Linked DNA regions of Ovis canadensis: region 1 is linked to region 2. Evidence: chromatin contacts called from public Hi-C data. All regions are on one chromosome and are shown on one strand. Each heading gives the region's core, a stretch centred on a gene start, on an enhancer-like site or on the middle of the called end of the contact. The rest is flanking DNA. Distances are from core to core; before and after follow the strand shown.

Region 1 (5,233 bases), core at 1,285-3,784, 240 kb after region 2:
GCCTGGCTCCACTGAAGACCGCCCCCCGCCTCCCGCAACACTCATGCTGCCTCACCACATTGGGATCTGTTGGTGCCTAACTTCCTAGGGAGGGCAGCCTTGTGACAGCTGATGCCCCAGAGCCTGGAAGGGGCCTGGCATGGGAAACTGCACAGTGGGAGGGTTGGGGTGGGGAGACAGGGAGGGAGGAAGAGCGGAGGGAGTGTCTGCCTCCACGCAGCCTCCAGACCAGGCTTGAACTTGAAAGGGGCGAGGACCTTGCAGCCTGTTGCCTGGGCTCCTTCCCAGACCCCACCAGGACTGGCTGTGTCACCTTGGCCTCTGGGTCCTTGCCTGTAAAACGGGGCCCCAGGGGGGCCAGCCACTGTGGGGTGAGATCAGCGCCTGGCCCCCCCGGAGCAACACTGCCCTTGACGGTTGTTACCAACAGCTGCCCCTGGGCACCTCCACCTGGATGACCACAGGCACTCCGTTCATGTCCACAAGGAACCTGTCCTCTCCCAGGTCAGTGCCTGGTGTCCAGGTCACCTCCTTTCTGTCCAATTCTCTTGAACCCCCAGGCATTCTCCCTCCCCTCTGTGTCCCCATTCTGGACACAGAGACTGAACCCTGAGTGGGTGGGTGGGCACCGCTCTGTGCAGCCCCAGGAGCTAGTCACCTGGCCATCTGTCCCCTTGCCGCACGACCCTAGTTGACCCTCTCTTGCAGGATGGGCATGTGCACCATGGAGCCCTGGGCAGACTGGGCCGAGGGTGGGGGCATGAAGTTATCCCAGGGAGCCCAGCAAACAAATGCCCACTGAACACCAGCCGTGCAACCCAGTTACACACCCGACTACATTGCCTGAAAGTTACTGTAAACTTAGCAGCTGAAACAACTCTATAACCTCACTGTTTTATTCTTTTACACGTAATAATAATCCTTGTTGCACTATCATTACATTATTATTGATATAACTACATAATTTTTTAAAGTTATAGGAGCTTCACTTCCCTGCTGAAAGCCTCATTGCCTCTCTTTTATCAAGAGAAAGCTGCAAATCCCTAAACAGGTGGATGAACCTCCCAAGGTTTGACCCCCCACCTCCCACACCCCCTCCCCCAAGGCTCCCCCTAGTGGAGCCTCTGCCCTCCTCCCAGTTCACAGGTGCCCAAGCCCCACCAGAATCAGGGGAGACCACCCAGGGAAGGGGGTCCCATGGGTGAGGACACCCATGCCTCAGGCCCCCCCGGCATTGACACAGGACCCCAGAGAGGGTCTGCTGGTGGTGAAGGGTTAAACCCTGGGGTTGGCAGCCTGGGGCCTGCAGAGTTGAGAAGGAGAGGGGATGCCCAGAGGGTCAGTAGCCTTGAGTCCACTGGGAAAAAGGCCAGCTAGCCCTGGCACCCTGGGGTGGACCAGTGCTGGATAGGCCCTCGAGGCTCAGATACAAGCAGTCAGTGGAGAGAACTTCCTGTGCAAGGGCCAAAGTTGGACTGGGCCCCAGGCTTCTGCATCTCTTGGGCCACCCCCCAACCCCGGACCAGGTCCAGCTCATCTCTCCCTGGAGCCCCCATCCCCAGAGGTTGTTGAAGAGACAGATGGCGCAGAGCAGGGATGGACTAGTGAGAGGAGAGGGTGCCTGAGGGTAATCAGGGGACTTGGGCACTCAGCGCCCCCCTTACCCCCTTCTACCTCACCTATGGGGGCAGAAACTCAAAAACATTCAGAGGGCTCCTCCATCCGGGTTTGGGGTCCCTGACCTCAGAGGCAGGATGGTGGTCTCCAGGAACTATTTAGCATCAGGGCCTTGGAGCCTGCAGATGGAAGGGACTCCCGCCCTCCACCCCCACCTTGGAGCCCTGAGTGCCAGGGATACAGTCACTGCCGGAGCCCCCGCCCCACCCCGGCAGCCTGGCCTCCTTCCAAGCAGGCTACAGGCACAGATGGTGCTGCACCTGCTCAATCTAGAGAGGAGGGCAGAGGCCCCATGCCTGCTTCTGCCACGGAGACCAGCTCCCACACAGGACACTCCTCACTCCCCTGCTCGAGGTCCGCAGGGCACCCCCTACCTCCCTACCCCTTGCCCTCCCTGGTTCTGAGCGACACACCAGGAGGTAGGGGCTGGGAGGGGAGAGACAGCCTGCCCCTTCCACCCAGGGGTTTCCAACCGACGAGGAAGGAAAGGAGGCAGCAGGCAGGGCTGGGCTTTCTTTCCTGTATGCTGTCCCTAGGGGGCAGCAAGGGTCAACCCGCCCTGAGGAGCTCCACCCACAGCGGGAACACTATATGAACACGGCAAAAGTGATCGGGCCCTCAAGGCGCCAAGCGCCTTGCCTTGGGACTGGAGCCTGACGGCAGTCTGGGTAAAGATATGGCCAGTGCAAAGGCCCTGAGGCAGGAGCACGAAGGTGCTCAGTGTGAAGGAGAATGTTCGCAGCCTTTCTGACAGGCATCCTCTCCACCGCCTGACCCAGAGCCCAGCTTTCGGCTCCGCCCTGGACACGTGCTGTCACTCAGCCGCAGGCCCCGCCCCGCCCCGCCCCCGCACACGTGCTGTCACTCCTTCGCCAGTACACTTGTGCTGTCACTCAGCCGGGTCCTGTCCCAGCAGAAGGCGCCGCTCCCGCTGCCCGACACTCTGCCTGCCGCCTGCTACCGGCCCATGGACGCCGCGCTCCTCCTCGCCCTCGGGCTGCTGGCCCAGGTAAGGCCGGGGGCCGCGCGGGGGTCGCTGGCCCCTGTGCTAAGCGCCGCGTCTCAGAGTGGGGCAGCCCGGCCTCCGGCCTCCTGCCTCCGGGACCGCTGGCTCTGGGCTCCCGTGGGCGGCTGTGAGCTGAGGGGCCCGGGGTAGGCTCTGGGTGGGGCAGCTCTGTCCAGGGCTCTGTGCCCCTGGGGGAGAGTAGTCTAACCGCCCCCAGTGAACAGGACGGGGAGCCAAGTTCAGGGACTGCCAGAAGAGAGGACCCAGAAGGCCACCCTCACGCTGGAGGTGCTGGCCTCAGCCCTAGAGTCGGGGGGTATTCAGTCTTATGGGGTGCATGGGGAGAGGGGGCATCAGGAGCACCCCTGGCTGGAAAGCCTGGAGGCCAGGTTCCGGCCATGTCGACCCCCCATGAGTTGGCAGCTGACCCGCCTAGCTGGATGGGGCAGCTCTGCCCTCCAGAAACCCATTCTCCCTGGGGAGCCCCATGCCCAGTAGAGACAGGTCCCAGCACACATAACCTCTGCCTCCACACTTCCTGCCAGCCCCCCAACCCCCACACCCTGAGGTCTCTGCAGCCTGGGAGCCAGCAGGTGGGGGGAAGCACAGAGCCCCCACTCTGCACATGGGCACCCTTAGATTCGACCACATCCTCAAACCCCTTAGCTAATGGGCAGGCACTGGGCTGGGCCCAGGAGTGCCGTGCGTGAGCCAGTGCCACTGGTGAGGCCAGAGGGGATGCCTCGGGCCTCTTAGACTGGACAGGTGATGATCACGGGGGCGATGAGCCATGCTTAGGACCCGTTGCTTGTTGTTACACTTCCACACCCACCAGGGCTTCCCCTCTCATCCCCACAGACCCTCCCACAGTTCCGGTGTGCCAGCTTGGGTTTCAGCCCCTGGCAGCTAAGTGCCTGTCATCTGGACCCTCCAGCGGCTGGCCCCTCAGGCCTCCAGCCCCACAGCTCCAGCCACCTCCACGCCTGCCTTTGGGCCCTTTCACTGACACCCCCACCCCCTGTAGACCATGCTCCCCACTCCCCACTGTTGTGTCTAGCTAGCTCAGAGAGGCCATGATCACCCTCTGCCCAGCACAGCCCAGCTGCCCACGACCTGCGCCCCTCAACCCCCTGCTAGGAGCTCATTGGGTGCAATGGGCTCTCTGCTCCTCCCAAGCGAGGCCCAGATGCCCCACACGCTCCAGAAGGCTCTACTCGCTCCAGAAACAGCGCTCCAGCCCCTGGTTCCCAGGGACCCACTCCTTTGAGACTGAGGGTATCATCCTCAGACCAGGTCCCAGGGGAGGGGAGGAGAGCTCAGATTCCTCTCCCCTCCCGCAGGGCTAGAATGCACCCCCTCCCAGACAGCTGGGACTGCAAGGATTCTCGGGGGGCGGGAGTGGGGGGTGGACCAGTCAGCGAGCCTGGCTGCTCACGTTCCTGCACTCAGCCCAGCTCAGATCAGCACCCAAACGAGGGGAGCGTCCCCTGGACCAGCCCTCCCCAACCCAGTTCAGCTTTCAGACTTTTGTCCCTTCCTATCCAGCCATAGGGGTCCTGTGGCCACTTCCTGGACACACCTTCCTTCCCCTCCAAGAGGCCCTGAGCAGCGCTGTCTGGGGTGGGCCCCTGGGGTAGGGTCTGTTGACCAGACTCTGTGTACCCATTGCCAGCTTGGTGGGCTTGACGGAGGCTCACCTTCCCCCTGCCTGTGTCCCCTGAAATCTCAGCCAGGGGGCTTTGCTTGTGTCTCTTCAGAGCCGGCCTCTGTCAGTCCCTCCTCTGTGCCCATAGTGTCCCCAGTAACTGGGTCCATACTGGGACCCCACCCTGGGACCCTGCCCCGCCTGCGGGTAGGGAGCAGATAGTTCGGAGCCAACCCACACACTGCTGGAAGGGGCCCCCAGCTCCAGTGACCTTGCACTTGTGTGTGGGGACACCCCTCCAACATCACTTCCAAGCCTGGGTTCCTCAAATTCTAGGGACCAGGTGGAGGCCTGGAGCTTTGGGTCATGTGGGTGCGGTTTGCCTGGGCCAGGGAGAGGCCGAGGTACATTGTGGGCAAAACGTTCCCAGTCTGGTTTCCCCCGCAAGCTTCCCAGGCCTGAGCCCCTTCCCCCCACCTCCTCGGCTGGAATCCAGGCCACCCCTTTCCTGGACGGCCTGGCAGGCATCAGGCATGCCAGGAATGGAGCCAGCTGTCCGCCTGGCCCAGAGGCCCTGTGGTTCTCCCTTGAGCCTCCCTCCAGCTGTTGCAGGCCTCAGTGGAGGGACAGGATGGTGAGGCAGAGGACAGCTGTTCCCCCCACCCCCACTGGGGCAAGCACCATGCTCCCCGCTGTCCCGCCCACGGTGCTAGGGCGGCACCTCAGCTTCCCTCCCTGCAGCCCTGCTTACTGTCACGCTGATGTGGGGCTGATCCCCTGGCCTGCTCTGGAGGAGACCATGTGTCTGCTGTGGGGGCTGCCCTGTACCAGGACTTTCCTGTTGCCAGGGGGTCTTCAGAGTCTGCAGAGCCCCCGGGAGCATGGCTGAGGTTTCCTCCCAGAGG
Region 2 (5,293 bases), core at 1,089-3,588:
GCCCACTAGGCTCACCCGTCTCTGGGATTCTCCAGGCAAGAACACTGGAGTGGGTTGCCATTTCCTTCTCCAATGAGTGAAAGTGAAAGTGAAGTTGCTCAGTCGTGTCCGGCTCTTCCCAATCCCATGGACTGCAGCCTACCAGGCTCCTCCACCCATGGGTTGCCATTGCCTTCTCCCTCGGATCTTCTGGGTTTTCCTAAAACCCTCCACTGGGTACAAGGCCTGGCACAGAGCAGGTGCTCTATAGGCAGCAGCAGAACAAGCAAGCATGTTTGGCCCTGGGGAAAGTCAGCCTGGGAGCCCCATCTGTCCAGGGCTGGGGCAGGAAACTGGGGTGCCAGTCCTCAGCCCGCCGCCGGCAGCCACCGAAGAAGCCGCCCAGGCTGAAGGGGTCTATTGCCCCACTTTGGATTAAGTGGGGGTAGGGCAACGGGTCTGTTCTTACAACTTCACTGGGGGTGTCCGGTAGGTCCCCCCCACCACCCCCCCGCCAAAGCCCTCTCCCAAGCAGAATGCGGCCGCCCTCCCTAAGCCTGCCCTGCCCAGAGTAACACCGCGCCCTCGTGGCGGACACGCGGAGCCTCGGGGAGGGTCCGGGGACCCAGCGGACGCCCGCCGCTCCACTTGCCCGCGATGTAGTCGATCCTGCCGCCGTGGGCCTTTTTCAGGTGATTCGCCAGGAGGCTGATGGAGGCGCGGAAGGAGGTGGGGTCCTTCAGGACGGGCGAAATGTCCCTGGCACGCGAGGACAGGCCTGGTGACTGCCGGACCCACGCAGAGGCCACCGCGTCCCGACAGCCCTGGCCGCGCGGCCCCGTCAGTCCCTCCCGTCGCCCGTTACCTGAACAGCACGCCCGGGATGGGGAAGTCGGGGAAACTGCGGATGCGCCGCGCCACCAGCTGCAGCTCAGAATCCGCCATCGCCACTTCCGCGCGTGTCGCGGGCACGAGGGGCCGGCTCGGCGGCTCCGCGCCTGCGCCGAGTGGGAGCGGAGCCCAGGGGGCGGGGCCGGACGCCAGGGGCAGGCTCAGCGCTCCGCTCCGGCACGGGAGGGGGGCGGGGGCGGGGCCCCAAGGAGCGGGGCCACCTACTCCCGCAGGAGGTACCGTATTTCATAGAGTCTTATGTACGGTCGGTTTTAAGACGCTCGCCTGTTTCTGGTGCCCAGAACACAGGAGTCCCCGCCTCGAGGACGTTTGCGCAGGGCCCAGATGTGAGTCTGGGTTGATGGAGTACAGCGTCTACGCAGGCCCAACCAGAGTTTCGGGGAAATACTCGCCCGACTTCGGCCGAGCCGAGTGCCCGCAGGTCTTCGGCACAGCTGTGGCCAGGACCCCACGCCTTGGGCGGAGCGCACCGACCGGCCTCGCCCACTCTCCCTCCCTCCCAGTGAGTCTTGGCTGAGCTCTGGCAGCACCGTACGAGGGGGCCTTTCCCCCAGGACCCCCATCCCCACCAGCCCCCGGTGCCTAAGGACCGGAGCAAGAAGGGGTTCGGAGCAGGGCCTGAAGGGGAGCAGTTCAGAAGACTCAGGGCTGAGGGAGGGGAGAGCCAGAGGTGAAAGCCCAGGCATTTGGCCCATTCCAGCCCCGACCATGGCACCCAGGGGGCAACCTCCCCTAAACAGAATTTGTTTTTTAAAAAAGCTAAATGCCTGTTACTTTATTCTAAACCCGTTTTCTTCACCATTCCACAAGTCTTAACAGTAGAGTTGGCAGGGCAGTCTGCAGAGCGGAAACCACCCGATGGGAGCAGCCCACAGGCCTCTGTACGGTGGGTCCCCTGGAAGCTATGCACAGGCTGGCTCAGGCTTATCTTCAAGCTTTGCCACCCTGGACTCCACAAAGGGAGGGCAGGCAGGGAACCTCTGAGGCACAGACAAACCCGAGTGTCTAAGATGTCTAAGGGAGGTGCTGGCATCAGCACTCCCCACTGGACTAGCGAGGCTCTGGGTCAGAAAGGCCCTTGGCCGCCCCCATCGTGTTCACACCACAGCCCTGCACCATGGGGGTGGGGTACGCGGGGGAGGTGCTGGGGGAAGCCCTGTGCACAGCGCCAAGGGGCAACACAGGATGGGCAGGCAGCCTCAACACCAGGACCACAGTCCTCAAGGGGATACATCTCCGCCTCTGGGCCCGGGGACAGAACTCAGGCCCTAGACGAGGCAGCCATGAGGTAGCTGGAGCAGGGTGGGAAGATGAGGCGAGTAGCCTCCCGTTCAGGGGCCGCTGTGGGCCCCAGGCAGCAGTCAGGTGGCCCAGGACGGCTGGTGAAAGACTCCAGGGCTGGGCTCAGGCAGGTCCCGCTGCTGGCTACAGGCGACGTCTGTCTGGCAGGCAGGCAGGGCAGAGGAAGTTGGTGCTCTTCCAGCCGAGGTCTCTGAGGCCAGAGCTTTCCTAGCCCGGGGCTTGGGCCTGGCCTGAACCCAGGCTGTCGCTAGTGGGGCCAGGAGCACTTCTCCGGGACAGACTCCGGGGGTGTCAGGCACTTCCCTAACTTTTCACAGCCTGGGGGCGCCCAGTTCTAGGTAATGAAAGTTCAGAAAGAGGACATGCAGTTACTCTAAGCACTTCCAGACTTGGTACTGTCCAGACTCATGCCCTGCCCAGGCCTGTGACCTGCCCCACCCCAACAGATGGACACCACAGTGTGGAACCACCTGTCTCATCTCCACCTGGCCTGGCAGCAGCTCTGCGCCCGAGGCTGACACAGGAGACACTGCCCTGCGGCAACCTGGTATTAACAGGGCCTGTCTGTCACTGAAGGGGACAGTCTGCTAACTGCCCAGCACCATGGCCTCTGCAGGCTCCCGGGTGGTGGTGGCGGGGGTGAGACAGACTCCTCCCGCCCCATAAGCTATGTAGGTGGTGGCCTTGGTGCCTCTGAAGGCTTGCCCAGCTGCTCCTTCGTGCGCAGACTTGCTTTGTGTGGCCATGATTTCCTGGCAACAGGACACTCACATCCCTGAGAGGGAGCCTTCGTGGCTTTGCCGGGTCCCCCGACACAGGAAGTGTGCCCTCCTCAGAGTCACTCCACCTACTCTCGCCCCCCTCAGACCCTGAGTCTGAATTGGAGCATCAGTGCCTGTGAGAACCGTGGCTCAAGTCTCCCCTGCCATGAACACCATCAGGTGGCCCTCTGGCTGCACGGCCACCTGGCAGAGCCAGGTTTAGGAAAGGGAGCAGTTCCCAACATTTGAGGCAGGGCAAAGAAAGGGGTCGGGTATACGCAAAAGCAGATTTTGGGCCCAGCCTGTGCGCCTGGAGGTCGGGGAGGGTGTCTGATGAGGCCCTAGGGAGACGGGCTGCGAGCTGCTCTTGTCCTGAGAGCGAAGACACAATCCAGAGTCTACCCGCTGGTCCAGAGCAGCTGGGCGGAGCAGAGCGTGGAGGCTGGGGAGTGCTTTGCACACTGGTGTGCACATGCAGGTGCCCACGTGTGTGGGCCGCTGAACCTCTGGTGGCAGTGCTCACTTCAGTCTGAGCCCAACCCCCACTGTTCACTCACTTGGGAGCCGTGGCAATTCCGGCTGCGCCCAGGAGGTGGCGGCAGTGACTGTCAGGTTGGCCCCTCCCCATCTCCCGTCCTGTCACCAAGAACCCTTGGTCTCTGAGCCACACGGCAACTGCCACTACCTGGAGACGGTGTGCTGGGGTGGGGACAGCACCGTGTCCAAGACGACAGGACGGGCTTGGAGGGGGCACTGGGGGCTCTTCCCCGGGTGGAGGTCTGTCAGCCACTGGGACCTGAGGGACCTCGGTGGTCCTGAGACGGGGCCCTTCTGCTCCACTGCTGAGTCCAGGGGCCAGAATACCAGCCTGGTGTCCTTCCAAGGGATGGGGAGGCCCTGCTGGCCCCTGCCTCGAATCTTTCCCTGTGAGCCCTGGATGTGGACCGCAGCGACCAGGCCACCCCCAAAGCCAGCTGCCCCCTGGCACTCCTCACCCCCAGGGAATACATTCAATGTCCTTTAGTTCTCGCCCCCCCCTCTTCCACCCAGCTCAGGGCAGCAGCTTGGGCTGCACATCCATCCTCAGAACTCCAGCAGGGTTTGGTGGGGGTGGGTGAGGAGCGGGGCTCACGGGCTGGCTGCACCCCAGGCCATCCACCCAGCCGGTCCACACCCACATCCCACACGGGTTTGGCTCATCTTGCTCCTGCAGAGAGGCCAAGAGACCCCCTACTGCTCCTGTGAGGTTGTGGCCAGAGCGGCAGGAGGGTAGCAGGGCTCGTGTCTGAGGCAGACAGCTCAGCATGCACACGGCCCTAGGCTGCCCCCACAGTCCATGTACAGACCACTCACCATGACTGCCCGGTTGCACACATTGAGCTGGGGCTGTCCGGGGACCAAGGCCTCCTGGTGCTGCTGGACGACCGGGGTGATCCTGCGAAGGGCGTCCAGGTACTCGATGCTGGCAATGCTGCAGGCAGGCGGCACCAGGTCACAAGGTGGGGAAAGGGCAGAGCGAGCCCAGCAGCCCGTTCAGGTAGACCAAGGTGTGGGGAGGCTGATGGGACAGCCCTGCTCCAGGTGCCACCATCTGGCAACCTGCCAGGAAGACAGGCGGGGGCTATGGACCCCTCTTGTCCTGCCTGCCCGCCCTGAGGTGGGCACCCAGGGAACCGTCCAGCAAATGAGAGTTCAGGCAGAGCCAGGGGCCCAGGACAGTGGCTCTGACTCTTCAACCTGCTCCTCAGCTGGAAGCCCTGGAGTGCTCCCCAGAAACGGGGGGCTCTTTCCTCTTTTGGGGTCCCTTTTAATCCTCTGGCCCAGGCTCCTTTTTCTTGGAGCAACTGGTCCTGGTGGATTGGACCGAGCCCACGTGGCTCCTGGGCCCTTGGCGTCCTGCTGTTGTCTACACTTGTCCCACCAGCTAGTCTCCCAGGATCCTGTGTGATGGCATCGGGGGAGATGCCTGGGAGACTTCGTGCTCAGCCCTGCACACTTCCCAGGCAGGTGGCAGCACCAAGGGCTTCTTGCCTAGAGCTCTGTCCCCCAAGTCACCCCATGCAAAGTCATGTGGTCCCCCGACTGGGGGAGCCTGGTATCCATGCTGGGCCCTCTTCTTGGGCCAGTGACCCTGATGGTGATAGTGGGGTCTCCTGGGGGCACAGTGGCAGGTATGTTCCTTGGGACCTCGAATTTCAGGGGACACCATCTGGCCAGCTCACAGCCAGCGAGGGGCAGGGCTTGCTGCTGTCGCCACTGTCTAATAGGCACTTGTATTGGAAGTCACGTATCTCCCTCTCTCACACACACACACACATCTGCTATCCAGGGTGGGGCTC

Evidence for each region. Hi-C and Micro-C count contacts between places; a contact is called where the count stands out from the background.
Region 1: a contact with region 2 is called in a Hi-C map of fibroblasts, with 10 times the contacts expected there. The contact joins the promoter of CDH15 here to the promoter of APRT in region 2. A contact is called at or near these places in 2 of 2 Hi-C or Micro-C datasets (fibroblasts and lung).

What each region holds. Positions count from the first base shown.
Region 1 is chr14:27,459,321-27,464,553 of ARS-UI_OviCan_v2, forward strand. CDH15 (cadherin 15) reads left to right here and starts at 2,535. Exons shown (of 14, transcript XM_069552687.1): 1 at 2,535-2,686. The coding sequence starts at 2,645.
Region 2 is chr14:27,218,138-27,223,430 of ARS-UI_OviCan_v2, forward strand. It overlaps APRT (adenine phosphoribosyltransferase), which reads right to left and starts at 2,339. Exons shown (of 5, transcript XM_069552651.1): 1 at 845-2,339; 2 at 632-738. The coding sequence starts at 924. GALNS (galactosamine (N-acetyl)-6-sulfatase) reads right to left here. Exons shown (of 14, transcript XM_069552647.1): 13 at 4,308-4,425; 14 at 1,652-2,527. The coding sequence ends at 2,441.